Linked DNA regions of Bactrocera dorsalis: region 2 is linked to region 1. Evidence: chromatin contacts called from public Hi-C data. All regions are on one chromosome and are shown on one strand. The core of a region is the stretch at or near the end of the contact, and the rest is flanking DNA. Distances in the headings are between cores, read along the strand shown.

Region 1 (2,700 bases), core at 146-2,645:
TTTGCAGCCGATATGAACATTTTTGCTTCTATAAACAAAATAGAAAACGAGCTAAGTTGAGTTAATGTTTATGTAACTTGTCCGCAGTTCCAATTTTCATAAAAGCTTCTTGAAAAAATCAGATAAATCCATGTAAGAGCTGTCAAAAAGTGAGATTAAGTCACTGACACTGTATTACTATTATGTATGTATATATGTATATGTAAATGTTTTATATTTTACATTGGAGACGTCAGTCAAAAATTCCAAACTGACAAAACAATTTAAAGAGATTGCGGAGATCGCAGTTAAACAAAAAAACCAACAATAACTTACACATACATATGTACATATCGTCACCTGAAATGCAAAATAACGTAACAACATTTTCGGAAATGTAAAGTGGCATGAATGAAACACGCAATAAAATGGAACATGAGTGAAAAAAAAATTTAATATTGGTTAAAAACTGGTTTATATCTGAGTGCAGAACCTGAAAATGTTAAACATATGTAATATTATCTTTGTAATTTGAAGTGGTGCAGCGTAATCAATAAGACACTCAATTTCGAATTTTTTGATGATACGTTATTTTGCATTTCAGGTGACGATATGTATATTCAAACATGTATGTAGTAACAATTACGCAGTGTTTGAAAATTGTTGTTTTTGTCATAGTTAGAAAAATCCTTATCCCCACCAAATTACAATAGTTCTGCTCTAATCTGCTTGTGCCCACTTGCCAATTGACATGGCTGTACCCATTGTTGTTATTTTCATTTGTTTCGATATTGGCGTTGTTGTTGCTGCCGATATTTTATATTGATGTAGAGAGTGCGCATGCATATATTATAACGTACATATGTATATATGTATGTGCGTACGAGTAGGCACTCAAATGCATAGGAAAAATTTGTAACGATCACTATTGTGACGTCGTTGCTTCTGCTACGATGGTGATGCTGTTGATGCGCTGGTTGATTGTGGTGGTGGCATGCTACCATGGTGATAGTAAGCATTTGTAGTTGAGCCGTTTTTTATGCTTGATTAACAATGCCGCATTGCTTCCCTGCTCCTGCTTGCAGTGCCTGCGCTCAACGCTCACAACACTGTGGTGCATGCACCCTTCTCGCTGCCATATTCTGCCTTTGTTATTCCCCTACTCCTGCGCATTTAAGCATGCAAGTATGTAAGTCTGTGTGTATATCTTCAATCTATATGTGTATATATGTATATGTGCGTTCTACGCGAGCGTTGCTGAAATTGTAGTGCCTTGATAGCAAATGCGTTGTTGGTTTTGTTGCAATTGCTATCCCTATATTGCTCATACACTGTGTTGTCTAGTATACACACAGGCATACATGTACATATATGTTGTTGCATTTGTTGTGGCAAAACGTGATTAGAAGAAAATGTCATTGAACCGACCAAAATAAACACAGCGCCCGAGCGTAGACGATTACGGTGTAGCGAGTAGTCGCGGTATTAGGAGATTGCACTTAAACTTTTTTGTTATGCATACATACGCATATACAAGTAGGTATTAGTGTGTGTGTATGTGTTTCGTAAATTTATAATCCAGTTGTACGTGCATACGGTGATTTTTGCAAAAACAAAAATTACCATAAACAGATTTGACTTGTCTCTGTGTACTTGTGTGTGCGTTGCATTCGGTAGCGCTGCGATTTAGGTGCTTTAACGGTTTTGATTGCCCGCGACGACGGGCAGTGATCAACAAACAAGCAAAACTCGATAGCGTTCAACCTGTATACATACATACATAAATTCATACATAGTTTAGACATGTTTATATGTATGCACATGAGTTTGTAATTGTAATTATTAGTTTTATTAAGAATTCAATTAAATTCCCCATTATAATTAAGTTTAGTATTCCCAAACTACTCAAAAGGTTAAACCAAAAATTGAGGGATTATTTTATGTAAGTATGTTCTACATGGTTTGTCCGGAAAGTAATAGGACTGAGTCGATTTAAAAAAAATTTATTGAACCAATCGTTAGAATTCTTTAAAAATTTTCAAAATAGGTTCCTTCTGCGTCGGTGCAGCGCTGCCAGCGCGATTTCCAAGCATTGAAGCCGCCTCGGAAAGCATTCATCGGAATAGCCTTGAGAGCCGAAGTGCATGCTGTTTGAATCCACTCTGTCTTCTCAAAATGCTTTCCTGTCATCGGTCTTTTCAGGCAAGAAAACAAAAAAGGTCCGGGGAGGTGGTGCACAGAGGTGGTTGGGTCGAGTCGATGTTAGGACCTCGGAGCCTGCGCACGTCTAAAATACTGTACACGTGTCTTCCCTCTATCACATGATCGATCTGGTTGTTGGCTTTTCAATTGGGATACAGCCAGATAGCTTGGTGAATTTTCCTATGCTGGAATCTACACACATCGGATTTGCGTTCCTTCATGTGACCACTATAGCCTAGGACATGATTTATCTACAGATACTTATGTACTTCTACTATAAAGGCTTCTTGTGATTTATGACCAAAGTCGGCTTAAGCATTAACAAAATAAGATTCTGTGAGAATCAGTGAAACACTTTGAAGAAATGAAATCTTCAATTCTGACTCGTACAAAGCAAGTCACCCAAACTGATATTCCAACTTCTAATTTATCCACACTATTTACGAGCATTTTCAACAACAACAGAATAATAGAATGATACAAGAGGATGCGATCAATCTGACTCTTTCACGGTAACCA
Region 2 (2,700 bases), core at 4-2,503, 81 kb before region 1:
GGTTTTTTATTTTTATATTTTATAAAATGGCAATGCTGACATTTAATTTGTGGTGATTTTTAGTCGGCGAAAATTTAATAATAAGTATTTTTCTGTGCTTTTATTTTACATTTCCACCTTTGTGCTGTAAGTGATTTTATAATAAGAAAGCTACAAGCTGCCATAAAGGTAACATTTCGGTTTTGATGCGCACACAGAGCGCAGAGCGACGATCGAGAGAGCGCAAACATAAGCATGGAGAGCGTTCATAAAATATTCAAACGGTGCAATGGGTTCATGCGCGTATATTTTACTCGATTTTTTCATGTGTATTCATTCGTTCTTGCTGTTATTTCTACAATTTTGTTATTATGCATATATTCACATACAAAGATACATACATATACAAATTAGATTTAAATCGTGTTATTTGTTCGGCTTTTGTACACTTTTCGTCATCGTTCTGCAGTTGCATGCATTTATTAGACAATAGTGAGGTATGGCACAGCGCCTATATCTCTGGTGACGGTGACGGCGACGGCGGCAGAAGTAGCCGCACCCACAATACTACATATAGCCGCCAGTCGTACTGTGAGCGGTGTAGGTATCATCAGACTCCACCACGTCTGTCGCCCAGCACATACTGCGCAACAACTTAACTTCCATACATACACACATCTACATATCTGCTAGTTGCGTATAAGTGTGTGTGTGTGTATCTGTGAGCACTTCGGGTTTTGCGTTCGCTTGAAGTCTTCGACCAACAAAACAAAGCGAGCAGAAAAGCGAAAAGCGAAGTGCGCACGGAAATTGAAAAATATAACAACTCCCCACTTTGCTTGCGTTTACAGTGCTGCCATATGATGCGGTTTTGTAAAGGCAGCATTTAATGGTTTGCGTAATAAGTGCGAAAATACAGTGTTTTTGTGTCTTTGAAAATGAAATGAAATGCCAAATCTGCTGTAACTAAACAAAAATACATGCTGCTAAAAATAACTGTAACAAACACATACATGTATTTATAAATACATATATATATTTGTATACATACATATAAACCTATTTATAATACATACATATAAGTATGCCGCTTTCGCTTACACCTGCTACGCATCTATTTATTTGTCTCTAGCTCCTAGCTACTAGAGCAAGTGCGTATTGTTGTTGCACGAAAACGTGATTTTTTGGCGGGAAATATCTGCAGCCGACAATACGCACTATATTGTAGATAAAACACACACACGCACACACATATTTATTTTTACGCACACAAAATTTACGAGTTGCTTCATACATGTTCGTTGGCCCGCTACGCATCTCGTACGCATCGCTCACCCTTTCGACAACACACATTTTCACTCTCGCATGCTCTCCTCCCCCATATTTGTTATTGTTGTTGTGTTTTTGTTTTTTTCACAACTGGCACTTGTATCGCTCATCTACATACATATTTACATATGTATGTTGTTGTTTTGTATTTGTATCTTGTTTACTTTATAATTCTCTCCACTTACTGTTTCTCCAATTTGAACGGCCTTCGGTCCATTTCTGTAGCTTGATATTTACGATTTTTTTTCGTATGCGAATGCAGTCAAAGCGTTACGCAGAATTTGCTTTTATGCGCGTAGACTTTGTGGTCTGCTGTTGACGCGAGTCTGTGGGTGTACGACTTGCCATTGGAGCTCGCTTGACCCAGTAGGAAATCGTTGACTTTTGAAAATGGTTTTAATTTTCTTTGAAATTGTTGATCTCTTTCTTTTCAAAAGTGAAAGAGAAACAAGCTTAAATGATTAGATTAACTATAATAATAAAAGAACATAATTCAGTGACATTTTGGTTTATAGGTTATAACTTTGGTTCTATGCAGTAAAATGTATTTACTATTATGTAAATATATTCATTATTGTCATGCTTAAAACATTGTCATTATCAAGAAAAAATGAAATAGGTGAGTTCGTGCTCTTGATATGCGCTTATTGTTGTGAAAGTCTTTAAAATTGTAATTGTTAGTTTCTTTTGATATATTCACCTGCGTTCACCTAATGAGCCAAATGAGGTGTATGTAGATGTTATGAAATCTCGATCTGAAATTTGTCACACATTTTTGTTTTTGGCGAGATATGTTCACGAATTTTGGCATGGCTAATTGTGCAATCTCAGATAAATGGTTCAGATCGGACCACTGTAACATATAGCCGGCATACAAAATATCAAAAATCAAGCACTTTTAATGAAAACTTTTTTTTATTTAAGAAATTACCTTTCCGAAATTTGGCATATACAAATTATTATCATAGACAACGTCACAATCTCTGAATATCAAGTTCCAAGTTCTTGTATTAAAGCATTTAACTCCATTAGCTTAACATTTCCACAACCAATTTGGTCGGTTTTCAATGGAAAGAAATTTTCCACAACTTTGCAAACAGAGATTTTTGTTAACGTTTCCACGTTATTCCGCTTACGCGGTTATAACCGAGCTTAAAACAGAGAAGGCCGTTTTTTTCTTTTCATTGGACTTGTTTTTACGTGGCGGGTCTTAAACCAGTGCACAACATTGAGCAGGGATGTATATTTTGCCTTCTCACTTTAGCTACCCAGAGTATACTTGGTCTAAGGCAGGAAGTCGTGAGCTGCTTGAGCCATATGTAAAAGAATCGTTTCCGGCCACTCCCAAGTAAATGGTGCTCAGTGAATCTTACTCACTTGCGTGAACTTCTA

The links. A called contact is a pair of places that touch in the nucleus more often than the background predicts.
Region 2: a Hi-C map of whole body shows a contact between it and region 1, with 4 times the contacts expected there. The contact joins two enhancer-like sites. A contact is called at or near these places in 2 of 2 Hi-C or Micro-C datasets (both in whole body).

Annotation. Positions count from the first base shown.
Region 1 is chr2:18,010,631-18,013,330 of ASM2337382v1, reverse strand. No RefSeq gene overlaps it. Among protein-coding and RNA genes, the nearest start is that of LOC105225751, 11 kb to the left of the region's middle. Within about 2 kb of position 1,395, the one cell type or tissue checked has open chromatin away from gene starts, as enhancers often do.
Region 2 is chr2:18,091,629-18,094,328 of ASM2337382v1, reverse strand. The region is part of intron 1 of LOC105225733; the gene reads left to right. Among protein-coding and RNA genes, the nearest start is that of LOC105225733, 10 kb to the left of the region's middle. Within about 2 kb of position 1,253, the one cell type or tissue checked has open chromatin away from gene starts, as enhancers often do.